Linked DNA regions of Mus musculus: region 1 is linked to region 2. The links are chromatin contacts, called in public HiChIP or PLAC-seq maps. All regions are on one chromosome and are shown on one strand. The core of a region is the stretch at or near the end of the contact, and the rest is flanking DNA. Distances in the headings are between cores, read along the strand shown.

The links. HiChIP or PLAC-seq counts read pairs in DNA pulled down with a chosen protein or histone mark.
Region 1: a contact with region 2 is called in an H3K27ac HiChIP or PLAC-seq map of embryonic stem cells, with 6 times the contacts expected there. The contact joins the promoter of Zfp975 here to the enhancer-like site in region 2. A contact is called at or near these places in 3 of 39 promoter capture datasets (cranial neural crest, embryonic stem cells and hippocampal neurons), 3 of 115 datasets of contacts at active chromatin or transcription factors (embryonic stem cells and large pre-B cells) and 1 of 9 other capture datasets (adipose tissue).

The regions. Positions count from the first base shown.
Region 1 is chr7:42,689,692-42,696,782 of GRCm38.p6, forward strand. It overlaps Zfp975 (zinc finger protein 975), which reads right to left and starts at 3,027. Exons shown (of 4, transcript NM_001008427.1): 1 at 2,960-3,027. The coding sequence starts at 2,962. It overlaps Gm38998 (a long non-coding RNA gene), which reads left to right and starts at 3,159. Exons shown (of 3, transcript XR_001778103.2): 1 at 3,159-3,260; 2 at 4,832-5,438.
Region 2 is chr7:41,595,581-41,603,109 of GRCm38.p6, forward strand. No RefSeq gene overlaps it. Among named protein-coding and RNA genes, the nearest start is that of Gm51480, 34 kb to the right of the region's middle. Within about 2 kb of position 4,066, at least 373 of the 459 cell types and tissues checked have an H3K27ac peak or open chromatin away from gene starts, as enhancers often do. A contact at or near this core is called in adipose tissue, embryonic stem cells and hippocampal neurons, where this site is marked.

The DNA of each region.
Region 1 (7,091 bases), core at 1,777-4,276, 1.1 Mb after region 2:
GTGATACCATGCTTAAAACTCCTGTCTGTGTCAGCACTTGACTACCATGGAAACTCCCTAGTGCTGTTTTTCTCCATCAACCGCAGCCTTTGTTTTTACTTTTCCCCAGCAGTTGCTTTTCTTCCACTCTAGTTGTAGATTAGCCATTTTTTATTTTTGAAAAGGTTTATTAATTTATTATATGTAAGTACACTGCATCTGTATTTAGACACTCCAGAAGAGGGAGTCAGATCTTGGTAGGGATGGCTGTGAGCCACCATGTGGTTGCTGGGATTTGAACTCAGGACCTTCAGAACAGCAGTCGCTGCTCTTAAACTCTGAGCATGGGGTTTATAATTTCCACAAAATAACTCATAGAAGCGTCTATACTGTCATATTTCTGGCTCTCCACTTACTGCTGCTCTGTCTTCCACACTGAGAGGCTCCATGCTCTTTGGAAATGAAGGTGATCAGAAAGGTAAGCTCTGTCTGGCTTTGTAGACCCTCGGGCCCGAAGTAGGTTTCAGGAAGTCCCAGTCCTACTGATTTGCACACAAGGTCATGTTAAACAGTAGTTTAATGTCTACTTCCTGTCACATGGATTTTGTCACAAGATGTGGAATCTGACATGTCCACCTTCACAATACCATGCACACCTGGAAAACCTCTGCATCTTCAAAACTCCTATTATGACCAATAGTTGAGTTTCCTTGAATCACATCTTTGCAGTTGGTGGTCATGAAAAGTTCAAAGGATTCCAATCAAATATTACTGAAGGATGATCTCTATCACCTTCTCTCTACCAGTTTCATAACTGTTGGGAAAAGTTATCACACAAAACAGAATGTGGAATGCAATGGTCAGAACTTCTAGGAACTAGACCTTCCAGTTTCCAGTGGACTTCCCACTGCATCCGAAAACCAATGCCTCTGTGTGTACCATGGACGGAGATATTATAAGTACCACACACTTCCATTGCCAGAGCTACTCCTCCCTAGGGAATTCATACTTAGTGAGGCTCAAGGGCCAAGAGCCTTTGCTCAAGTTACCATATGTATTAACAAAACCACAATCTAGCTCTCAGTACATGTCACTCTTTAGCTAACTGGACCTGCTCTTCCTGGTCTGGTGACAGTGGCTCCCAGCCTGAACATGGCATGGTTTCTGGACTCCCTCATAGCTAGCTACAGCTACTTTAGAGAAGAATCCTGGAATGAACCTGTAAGTCCCCACCCACTGGTACTACTAATTTCTTGGCTTACCCAGAGTGCTTCATTGGCTGATACAACCAACCAGTTCTCAGGAAAGTAGCAGCTACTCCATTAAGGGATCAAAGATCAAAAGGCTCAGACAGTGAGGCCTTCCTAGCTCTGTCCTTCCAGCCTCTGGCCAGAGAGAGCCCTAGACTGGGAAAATGTATTTTAGTCAAACTTTGGAGTCACCAGATCTCTTCCTGTTCTCCTTCCAAGGCACAGGGTCCTCTTTGTGAACATTACACGGCACAATCAGTGTACAGTGCAGTCATCTCTACTTCATAGAAAGTAAGTCCTGCACCCAAACTTCAGTCAAATTCAAACAGTAACAAGGATTACAGGAAAAACTGGCAGCTGGGTATGGTGGCGCTCACCTTTAATCCCAGCACTTGAAAGTAAGAGAGGCAGAGAGGCAGAGAGGCAGAGAGGCAGAGGCAGGCAGAACTCTCTGAATTCAAGGCTAACCTGGTAGATGGAACAAGTCCTAGGACCACAAGCTCATCACTCAGAAAAACCAGTTTTGAAAAACAGACAACCAAAAAACATAGTCAGTATGGCCATAGTACCAAAAGCAATCTACAAAGTCAATGCAATTCCCCTCAAAATTCAAACACAATTTTCTACACACATTGAAGTTGCAAGTCTCAGGCTGGAGAGAGCTCAGCATTTAAAATTACTGACTGTTCTTCTAAAGGTCCTGAGTTCAAATCCCATGAATCACATAATTGCTTACAATCATCTGTAATGAGATCTGAAGCCCTTTTCTGGTATGCCTGAAGACAGCTAGAGCGTACTTATATATAATAAATAAATAAATCTAAAAAAAAAATAGAAAATGGAAATCTCTACCTCATTTGGAAGAACAAACGCTCCCAGGATAGCCCAAACATTCCTGAACCATAAAAGAACTTCTGGAGACATCACAATTCCTGATCTCAAGCTGTACTACATAGCAATAGTGATAAAAACCAAATGGTATCAGTACAGACAGGCAGATCAATCGAATAGAATCAAATACCCAGAAATGAACGCACACACCTATGGACACTTCTTTGGCAAGGAAGCCAATACCATAGAATAGAAAAGAAAGCATTGTGAACAAATGTTCTGGTCTAACTGGCAGTGTGTATAGAAGAATCACCCTGCACAGGATGGATCAAGGACCTCAATTACAACCAGCTACACTGAATCTAATAGCAGACAAAGCAAAAATATCCTTGAACGCACGGGTACAGGGCACAGAATTTCCTGAATACAACATCAATGGCTCAGGATCTAAGACCAACAGTTAATACATTTCTTAAAAATGAAAAGCTTCTGTAAGGGAAGGACACTGTCAATAGGACAAAACAGTAGCCTACAAACTGACAAAAGATGTTCACCAACCCTATAGCCAATTAAGGGCTAATATCCAAAAGTTATAAAGAACCAACCAACCAGACAAACAAACAAAATTGTAGAAGATACTGGAGAAACTAGGCATTTCTGTGTTTGCCATCTTGCCAAGAAGGTTTCAACACACCAGCCCATGCTTAAATATTCGCGCAGATAAAGCCCCAGAGCAGAGTTATTCAGAGCAGCTAAGACCACAAACAACCTCACAAGTAGCCCTCCCTGTGTAGCAGAGGTTCGCGATGTGTACTCAGCCCCAGGGAGGACTCACCATACTCGCTCCAGTTGTTCAATCGCCTGCCCCTTCCCATTGGAAGCAGCTGCCATATACTCACCATGTCGCGGATTCAGAGCTCGCATGAATTCCCCTCACAGCACCCAGCAGTAGCACACAGAGCAGGACACACAAACCACACCACACTCCTCCTCGGATACAGCACGGAACCAACAGCAAAGCACCGGGAAGCACCCGCCTCCACTTCTGACTGGCAGGTCAGACTGGAGGCCTTGATTGGTCAGCAAGTCTCGAGTGACATAAGCACCTCTCTTAAGGTTAGTGTGTGCTGAAGGGACGCAGTTTAGTGATTCCTGGCCCATGCTGCTGTTCCATGGCCTACCGTTTTCCAGATAAGTAGGGTGAGAGTGCACTGATGGGATAAGGCAAAGTGGTTATGCTAGGACCCCAGGGGCCCAAATGTTGAGAACGCGACCCCTAGAGACACAGCTTGACAATAGATCGCTGCAATGGCGAGAGGTTTTTATTCCGATGCGGACAGGGTTGCTCAGCCTCGCAGGGAGAGTCAACCCAGATTGCTTACAGTAAAGGTTTTTTTTTTTTTTTTACTACTCTTCATTTGCGGGGCTTGGGGGGAGGGTTACACAACTTTATCATTGTTGGCTAGCAAAGTAACAGTTATGTTTTTTACTTTTGGTGTCAGCCAGCGATGTCAGAAACTGTCAGCAAGGTCGGTTTATCTTAGAATTCAAACTGAGGCCGGGGTCCCAGGGACCGTTTTTATTGTTATGGCTAATTTTGAGAACAGCTAGTCTTGCTATGGCAGTTGTGGTCATTTTGACCATTAGTCAGTCCTCTCAGATGGGGAAGGAGGCAGGCAGTCTTGAGCTTCTTTACACTGGCAGGGAAAGGCTTGTTTATATTAGCAGGGAAAGGGCAAGGAGCAGGGGGAAGGGAAAGGCTTCTGTAAACTGAGAATTCCTCAAGCAGCAGGGGGAGGGAAAGTCTTGCTTCTGTCTTCCAGCACTTCCCTTCTCCCTCCTGTAATCAAGGAAGATAGCTTGCAGGGCCCATTATTTAACTTGCAGTGAAATAAACAACCCAGCCCATAGGGGAAGGGCACCCAGAATATTGACAATTGAGGAGATTTTTAGGAAACACTAAGATTTTTGTTCTGAGGTTTCATGGTCAGGTCAGGTCAGGTAAACTGCAGCTATGTTTCACCTGGTAGGCATCAGATTTTACAAAGCCCTGGGAGCAAAGCAGGAAAAAGATGACAAACTCTACACAACAGTATTGCTAGCCAGCACATCTTCCTTAGTGGGAAGAGGAAAAAACCCACAGCTGTATTAATAAAGGTATCCTAATGGACAAAACTGATAGATCGAATCTCTCTGTATATGTAGAAGGTGGATTTATTGGAATGGCTTGTAAGCTGTGGTCCAACCAGTCCAACAATGGCTGTCTGCAAATGGACAGATGAAGAATATAGTAGTGGCTCAGTCCATGTGGCTGGATGACACTGCTGGACTTCAGTCTACATAACAATTAGGAATAAGTAGGCCAGTTTTCCAAAAACTGAGCTTGCTGGTCAGGGTAAGATATGAAGACCAGGAGAGAGAATTACCATCTTCAGTGACCTTTATAAATGTAGTCTGCCACTAGAAGCTGTGGCCTAGATTAAATATATCTCTTATCACTTCAGAAGATCCAGATTTAAAAGAGGGTTTACAACTTAAAAAGATATAATCATGAAAAATCCTTCACAGTACCGGAACTGTAGCAATTTTACTAATTCCATGTATAGCCAATTTGACGACCAAGAATAACCATCACAAGAGGCAAGGCAGAAGAGTTAAGACAGATTTCCTTCCATTTGCAGGCAAGGAGAACCTGGGAGTCATTTCCAAAGCAATGCTTTTTGTTTAATTTTAAAACTTACTTAAATTTATTCATTAATTGTTTTTTACAGTCCATACTTCATCCTCCTCCCTGTCTGCCCCGTGACCATTCTTCATACCATACCTTCTACCCCGACCTCGGTCTCCAAGAGGATGTCAACACCCCACCACTCAGCACCACCAGGCTTCCTCAATCTCTGTGGCTTTAAGTCATTTCATGGTTAGGTACATCTTCTCTCACTGAGGCCCAATGATGCATTCCTCTGCTGTTGGGAGCCTCATAACAGCTGCCTGGTTGGTTGTATGCTGCCTGCTTGGTGGCTCAGTGTCTTGAGAGATCTCAGGGTCCAGGTCAGTTGAGACTGCTGGTCTTTCCCTGGGGCCACCCTTCTCCTCAGATTTTTCCAGCTTTCCCAAATTCAACCATGGCAGTCCCAGACTTCTGTCTATTTGCTGAGTGCTATTATTTGCCTCTGATTCTTTCAGCTGCTTGCTGGGCTACTCAGAGGGCAACCATGCTAGGATCCTGTCTGCAAGCATATCACAGTACCATTAACAATGTCAGGACCCTGGACCCCCGTGAGATGGATCCCAATTTGGGCCTGTCACTAGATGTCCTTTATCTCCTGCTCTTCTCCATTTTGTCCCTGCAGTTTCATCAGACAGGAACAATTCTGGGTAAGAGCTTTTGACTGTGGGATCAAAACCTCATCTCTCCACTTATCATGTTCCTCCACTGGAAGTGGACTCTACAAGTTCCTACTCCCCACTCTAGAGCACTTTATCCAAGATCCCTCCCTTTGAATCCTTAGAGTCTTTCAACTTCCCTGTCACCAGTACATTCTAGAGTGTCCCCCTACCTCCAGAGTTAGCTGTTTCCATCCTCTCTGTTGACCCTCAGGGCTTCAGTCCTGTTCCCCAAACCCAATACCTGATCATGTTCCCTAGTCCCCCTTCCTGTCCCCACTCCCACCCAGGCCCCTCCTTCCCTCTGTTCCTCCCCCACCTTGGTTACTTTCTTTTCCCTCCCAAGTTGGATTGAGGCATCCAGATATGTGCCCTTCAGCTACTTTTCCCACTTGCAAAAGAGCTTCACTCTTTAATGTGGAACAGGGTGTTGGGGCACAAAGGTCCTTGCAGCCACAGATCACCAAGGATACTAGGAATTTTAAATATACAGAGGCCTGCATTCAATGAAGGAAAAAAAAATACCTACATTCAACCTAAATAGCTGGAAGTGCATTTTCGTACTGATCCAGTGACCTTTTGGCTCTTTGTGTAGGCAGATCTCATATAATGTTTGCTATAGAGGCAGACCTTACTCAAATTCTCCAAAATGACTGTCTTTAACTCTTTCCTTCCTAGATGGTTACCAATCATTAGATGCCAGGTCTTCTACCTACAGAAGCCCTCCTCACAGTTACATGTACTTTGTAAAAGGGTTTCTATGTAGTCACATATTAAACTTTATTGTGAACTTGGAATTGAACTGATTGGACTGATTTCTGCCTGGACACCTTTTCCCAAATTGTACTGTGCTTTCAATATGCTGACAATGAACCACATGATATTAAACTTCTTGAATTCTGATACAGGTTGACAAAGTCAGTCTGCACCTAACTCTCATTCTCATCTCTTAGAGTGGCCCACTTTCCTGTCTAATACCTACAGGGGCCTACTTGACAGATCTTTGGCCCACCAGAAACCTAGAATGCCTTGGATGGGAAACATTATCAAGAGTAGAAAACTGGGGCTGGTGAGGTGACTCAGCAGTTAAGAACACTGACTGCTCTTCTGCATGCCCTGCGTTCAAATCCTGGGTTCAAATCACATGGTGGCTTACAACGATGTATAATGATATCTGATACCCTCTTCTGGTGTATCTGAAGAGAGTGTACTTACCTATAACAATAAAGGGGCCAGAGCAAGCAGGGCCAGAGCAAGCAGAGGTCTTGAGTTCAATTCCCAGCAACCACATGATGGCTCACAACCATCTGTTCAGCTATACTCATATACATACAATAAGTAAATAAATCTTAAAAAAAATAGAAAACTTGGGGTGGAAAATATCTTAAATGTTTAGAGAATTGAAATTTCTTCTAGAGCACCGAGTTTTCTTCATTGTCAGTGTATAAGGCTGCACATTACTATGTGTAACTCCAGCTTCAGGAATTCTCACAACATCCCCTGGTATTCCTGGACCAGGAATGAATGGAGTACAGACACACATACAGACAAACACTCATACACAAAAATAATGATTAAATTTATTTTTGTAAAAAAAAAAAAGAGAAAAGTTACACCATAAAACTTATTTCTCAAGTTGGGTAT
Region 2 (7,529 bases), core at 2,816-5,315:
GAAGGAAGGAAGAAAGCAAGGAAGGAAAGCTTGCATCAGCAATAGTGTCAGAGTTTGGTGCCCACCCATGGGATAAATCCCTAGTTAGGTTAGTCACTGGGTGGCCTTTCCTTCAGTCTCTGCTCCATTTTTTTGTCCCTACATTTCTTTTAGACAGGAACAATTCTGGGTCAAAAAAATTAAAAGTAGGTTGGTGACCCCGTCCCTCCAAGAGGGCCCTGTATATCTACTAGAGATGGTCTCTTCAGGTTCCATCTCCCCATTCTTGAGCATTTTGGGTAAGGTCACCTGCATCGAGCCCTGGGAGCCTCTCACCTCCCAGGTCTCTGGGATTTTCAAGTTGTTCTCCCCACACCACCCAACCAAACTACCCACCCTCTGGCAGCTTCATATTTCCATTCTTTCTCCTGTCTCTGCCCATACCTGATCCTTCCCCCACTTTTCCCTCCATCTCTCCACCTACCATTCTTCCTCCCTCTGCTTCCCATGACTGATTATTTTATTCCCCTTCTAAATGGGGTTGAAGCACTTATTGTTTAACTTCTTAGGGTCTGTGGGCATATCATGGGTACACTGGACTTTTTGGCCCTGGCATATAATGTAGTGGAGACTACCTCATCCAGCTTCAGTGGGAAAGGATATGGCTAACCCTGTAGAGACTTGATGCTCCAGGGGTAGGTTATGCCTGGGGTAGAGGGTGGGAAACCCATTCAGAGGTGAGGGGAGAGGGAAAGAAGTCTAGGAGGGGGAACCTGAAGGAGGGGCATGTGGGATGTAACTAATAAAATAATTAATTAAAAAGCACAAAGCTTGCAAACAACAATAACACACCCAAATTAATCAAAATATGAACCTATTTACAATTAAAATTTGCATTTAAAATGGTTGTGTAGAGGTTCACAATAAATTTTATACTTTGTCTTAAACATATTTCATACATTTAACTTTCAGCAAAATGAAAATAAGCATTCCTAATAGTTGAGATAGTGTCCTGAAAAGGGTAAAGGGAAATAGTCAGAAAATAGAAAACCACAAGAAGAGGGTACCTGGGTGCAGCTGAAGCTGCAGCCTGTTCCTCCCAGAGAGGAACACTTTGACAACCCATGGGAAAGATCCTGAGCTGCCTGATTGTAGTCCTGATGAATCAGGGCTTAATGTTCAAAAGAAATAAAAGAGTGTGAAAGAGAAATCAAATAAACAACAACAGAAAAAAACAAAACAAAACCCCCAAACCATAAATAGATAAATAAAAACCCCAAACAATAAAACCACGAGAAATGGGATTGAACAGAAAATTCTCAGAAGATATACTTTTATTTATTTATTTAGAAATTTTCTTTTCTTTTTATTTATTTTATTATTTATTTATTTATATTAGATATTTTCTTCATTTACATTTCAAATGCTATCCCAAAAGTCCCCCATACCCTCCCCCAGCCTTGCTCCCCAACCCACCCACTCCTGCTTCCTGGCCCTGGCATTCCCTTGTACTGGGGCATATGATCTATGCAAGACCAAGGGCCTCTCCTCCCTCTGATGGCCTACTAGGCCATCCTCTGCTACATATGCAACTAGAGACACAGCTCTTGGGGGTGGGGTACTTGTTAGTTCATATCCTTGTTCCTCCTATAGGGTTGCAGACCCCTTTAGCTCCTTGGGTACTTTCTCTAGCTCCTTCATTGGGGGCCCTGTATTCTATCCAATAGATGACTGTGAGCATCCACTTCTGTATTTGCCAGGCATTGGCATAGACTCACACAAGAGAGCTATGTCAGGGTCCTGTCAGCAAAATCTTTCTGGCATATGTAATAGTGTCTGGGTTTGGTGGTTGTATATGGGATGGATTCCCGGGCGGGGTAGTCTCTGGATTGTCTTTCCTTCCATCTTAGCTCTGAACTTTGTCTCTGTAACTCCTTCTGTGGGTACTTTGTTTCCCATTCTAAGAAGGAACAAAGTATCCACACTTTGGTTTTCCTTCTTCTTGAGTTTCATGTGTTTTGCAAATTGTATCTTGGATATTCTAAGTTTTTGGGCTAATATCTGCTTATCAGTGAGTGCATACCATGTGTGTTCTTTTGTGATTGGGTTATCTCACTCAGGATGATATCCTCCAGATGCATCCATTTGCCTAAGAATTTCATGAATTCATTCTTTTTAATAGCTGAGTAGTACTCCATTGTGTAAATGTACCACATTTTCTGTATCCATTCCTCTGTTGATGGACATCTAGATTCTTTCCAGCCTCTGGCTATTATAAATAAGGCTGCTATGAACATAGTGGAGCATGTGTCCTCATTACAAGTTGGAACATCTTCTGGGTATATGCCCAAGAGAGGCATTGCTAGATCTTCCGGTAGTACTATGTCCAATTTTCGGAGGAACCACCAAACTGATTTCCAGAGTGGTTCCTCCACCCTGCATTCTGTTCTCAGTGGGAAGATCTAGACCATCTGTGAACTGGCCACGATGACACATTGCTGTGTAATCCTAGCATTTGAATAGTATAGACAAGAAGATCAGAGTTAAATTCAAGGCCAGCTTGGCCTAAATAGTTCTAGACCATCCAGGGCTAGAGTGCAAATACTTACCCTATGTGTAGACACCTCACATTATCCTTGGCTTTAGTCTCATATTCTACATTAGGTTTACTGATTTATTTACAGTGCTGGATGCATTCCCTATTTTATTGTCTCTCCCCATTTACCATTATTTCTAATGTACACCTAGTTCTGCAATTGTTTTTATTATGCAACTTAAAAAGGAAAGTTTACTTCTCAGCAAGAAGAGAGCTCTGTTCTCTGGGGATCATGAGATTCCTCCAGCCAGAAGCACATGATGGTTCATCTCATATTTTCTCTTTTAATCTTCCATATGGCTTTCCTTTCATGTTTCCTGATAATCCTTCCTAGTTTTCAATCTTTGAAAAATGAGAAAAGGTCAGGTGTGGTGGTAAACAACTTTAATCTTAGCACTCAGAAGACAGAGGCCATGAGATGTCTGAGAGTGCAAAGCCAGAATGATCTCCATGGCTAGTTCCAAGCCTGTCACGCCAACAAAGTGAGACAATCTCAAAAATAAATAATTGAGAACCCTTTTAAGGTCGGGTGAAAATAAAGGGAAAAGGCAAAGAAAAGGAGAGACATTGGCCAAGAGCAGTTGCTTCCATTTACAGCACCCAGACAAGGACTCAAAATCATCTGTAGCTCCAATCCCAGGGGGTCCTACCCTTTCTTCTGACCTCCACAACCACTAGGCATGCACGGGGGGCATGATTATACATGCAGGCAAAATATATGAAATAAGTCTAATAAAAATTTAAAAATCACTAGAAAAGGTATTTTTATGAGGATACAATTTCAGACTCCTAGAAGTAGTTACAAATACTGGTAGGCAACAACTCCCGTGGCCACGTGAGACAGCCTTGGGCTTTCAGTACATCACCTTCCACCAGTCTTGCCCGGTTGTAAGGAACTGAGGCACTTTGATGATGGCTTCCTTATCACTGGAGCGTGAGTGCGGCCCTGGTACTTTCTGAAGGAGCAAGAACCACTAGATGAGCCATAGTAAGTATTGGCAAGATTTACCTCTGCCAGTGGTAGCGCGCACGCGCGCCGTCCCCCAAGTGGGAGGCGTGTAAGCCGTGATAACCATTACAAAACAACCGGAAGTGACCTAGGGGCGCGCAACTTCTTGGATCCAGATGTAGTTTCCTGCTAGGACCGCTTGTGCTTGGAGGCTGGACCGTTGGGGTTGTGCATGTCTGCGGGTGGACTTGGTGCCCCACGTGCTTTGTGCCGGGCTCTGTGAGTTGCAGCGTGAGGTGAGTGACCGTCAGGCTGGCAGGACACCGGGCTGTCGCGCCGCGGTTTGTGCTGCCTGATGGCTGCAGGTGGGCATCAGCCCTGTTTTCGTTCTTCTCTTGCGGGGTTTTCGCTTCTGTTTTGTCACTTACCGATATGCTCTGCTGTGGGATTTTGCCACATCGTTCGAGAACGTTGTGTGTTCAGGGACACAGTTTGGGCAGGAGTCAGTGCATGGGCGCTGCAGGATCCGAGCCTAAGATCAATGTGCTGTGCTTGTTGAGGGCGACCGCGCTGCTTTCTGGTCCCTTAGTGTTTGAGTAGCTGGTAAGTGGTCTGTGAGAGGAGAAAAACTCCAAGGAGTAAGAGAAAACGGGAAAATGAATTTATGTACATTTTGGCCCAAACTGGGACCAAACGTATTTATGTCGCCCTACGCAGTAGTAGCAATTGCTTTTATTGAGTAGAGGGAACTGTATGAAAGCCAGGGAATAGGGGTAAGCTGTTTAGTGTGGTCCCAGTCATCCAAGCAGGGATTTAAGCCTTAGTTTCACCCCAGACACCAGGTGTTCTGATCATTTCCTCCCCGTGTTATATTTTCTATATGGAGCTGGAGCTGAAAACAGAAAAGGAATTTAAAAACAAAAAACAAACAAACAAAAGAACTAAACCGAATTCAATTTCTATTGTCAGTTTACATAACTATTGGGGTCCATATGTGTGGCTAAGTTGGAGGCTGGCCTGTGCTAGGAGCAGAAAGGTGTGCTCTAAAGAGGTTTTAGGTCAGAAGCCTAGTTTTCTGCATCCAAACAGTCAAGGGCCAGCCTCAACCAGTAGCCTCCTGTAGAGACCAGTGAGGTGAAAAGCAGAAAGCGGAGGGACTGAGATGTGGATGAGCACTGTTGGGTTCCCACTATCCACATTCACACTGTGGCTTTGAGCTGCCAGGAAATGCAGTTCCTAGGAATCCACTGCTCCCCCTCTGGCCTCCTGGTGCACACACAGACAGCCAACAATCCCTATAATTTTTTCCTTTTCCTTTTCCTTTTCCTTTTCCTTTTCCTTTTCCTTTTCCTTTTCCTTTTTCTTTTTAAAAAAAATTTTTGAATAGAAAGAATAGGCCTTTGACAAAATTCTTTTTCCCCAGTGAGCTACTTTCTCCACCTAACCCCCCTCACACACACATCATTTGGTAAAAAAAGAAAAGAGAACCAGAGGGTGAGACTCCACACATTGGTTACATTAAGCAGAAGAATAGTTAAAGTGACCTAGTGATCCCATGTCTGTCTCTAGTGCACAGATTTAAGGTTAAGTTTAGAAATCAAGCTTTATGTATTAAAGTAGTGCTGCAGGTTGTGGTGGCACACGACTGTCCTGTAATCTTAGCACTCTACACTCGGAGGCTGCAGGATGACTGCATTATGGAGGCTGGGCTGGGCATGAAGTAGGCTAGGAGTCAGCAGTGTAGAAGTAAGAGCCAAAGTGTAGAAGACATGCATAATGCTTTTTAGAAAAAGCAGATTTGTGTGTGTGTTTCATTTTCAAGGTTTGTTTTTATTTTACATATATGAATGAGTATTTGACTGGTTGTATATAGGTACACCAAGTGTGTGCCTAATGCCCAGAGAAGCCAGAAGAGATCTGAGACCCTGGAATGTGGAGGAGGTTGTGAGCCCCATGTGGGTACTGAACCTGGGACCTCTGCAAGGTCACCAAGTGCTCATAATCTCTGAGCCATCGTTTATGACTTTTTTTTTTTTTGTTCTCTTACTACAACAATTTTGCCAAGCATATGACGAGATAGACAGCATTTAGTTCAAGCCTGGTAGGGCACAAGTTTGTCAGATTCTATATTGCTTGCCAGCCTCCTGGAGAACATGGCCACTCAGAGACATGTGTCTTTGACATGTATTGTCCTTGATTTTAAACGTTGTTGAGGGTTAGTCTTATGCACTGTGTATTCAGATGCTGATTTCTGTGCCCAGAGATCTGCTTATACCCCAGCCATAGGCAATGTCATGAGGCAAGGGTACAAGAGAAGAAGGCCATGAGGTAGAGGAAGAAGGAGATTGTTGCTATGAGGTCAGGCATGAGGAGGCTTCACGAACAAGGGGGTTCTCCATGTGCACCGCTAGCTACACCAAGGAGCCCAGGAGAGACTAAATGTAAGTAACTCGGAGTGTGTGGCTGGGAAGTAGAGTAGCTAGGTAGCATCAAGGCTTAAAAGTTTTGCTCAGCTATTCTGATTAAAGCTTAATGACTAAATCAGTAGATCTGTGTCTCAATTAGTTGGGAGCAAGGCAGGTTAGGAAAACTGCCACTTTTAAATTTAATCATATGAACCGTCTTTGGTTTTGAAACTTACAGTGACAACATGGTATGTGGTATGTGGTGCTTTCTGTGCACGGCCCAAGCCGACTGTTCACCTAACCTCAGTGAGTATGATGTCCATTCTTTGGGTGTAGAGTTGACGTGGTAGAGTCAGAGAGGAGGTGATACCATACATCTAATAATGGTGCTATTCAGTTTTCAGATGTCTTTTTAGTAGCTATTATTTTATATTCAGTTACCCAAGAAATTACTGTGACCCAAAATCTGAGTTAATACGGGTTTACTTTCTTCCCTTCACTCTGAGTAAAGAGAACCCTAGCACTGCACGAATACTCTTGTTATTATAGTTCTGCCTAAATCTCTAAAGTGCTGTGTTTTTGTTTTTTGTTTTTTTTAAAAGATTTATTTATTATATGTAAGTACACTGTAGCTGTCTTCAGACACTCTAGAAGAGGGCATCAGATCTCATTACAGATGGTTGTGAGCCACCATGTGCTTGCTGGGATTTGAACTCAGGACCTTTGGAAGAGCAGTCGGTGCTCTTAACCACTGAGCCATCTCGCCAGCCCTGGTTTTGTTTTGCTTTGTTTTGTTTTGTTTTGTTTTTTGCCTACACAGAGGTCATTTTCGTTTGTTTTTTCTTCCTTCCTCCTTCTGTGGGCTGCTATCTGTTCTTTTCTGACAGGCTCTTGGGGTGCAAAGCTGGATGTTTGTGTAGAGACTTACTCCTTTATGTTGGGTGTGCTTCCTATGAGACAATGCTGGAATAGTTTGTCTTTAAGTCTCTTTAGGGCCTTTCAAAGTTAAGTTTCCACTTTCATTTCTAACTTGGGGAATTGATTATATACTGGAATAGTAATAATTTCTTAACATTCTATGGGTCTCTATCATTTGTAGTAATTTAAAACTTTTCAGTTTTCTGCGTCTTAGGGGTTGATGGGAGAAGGAGACATTTCAGGTTGAAGTATGCCCTTGCAGGCAGCAGGGAGGTTCAGCCTCCTTGAACCGAACATCGAACAGGCACACAAAAGCATATTGACAGATTGCTAAAGAAATTTTTTTTTTTTAATTTGGTGAAACAAGTTCTTCATACGAAATCCCATAATATAATCTATATGTTTCCTGAAGGAAAACATCACAGCTCTGAAACTTGTGTACGGTTCCAGGTGTGCCCGGAGTGTCTTGTTACCAAGTTATGCAAAGGCTGTTAAGGTTTTCCAGAAAGACAACTCTATAGACAACAGAAAACAACCAGTGTTTTCTACAGTGATTTCTTTAAGGTCAAAGTACGTACAACTTTCATTCCGATATCTATTCTAGAGATAGTGAAAAGCCTCTATTTCATCATAACGATTACTTTAGATATAATAATCCTACTAGAATTCCTACTATAAAAAA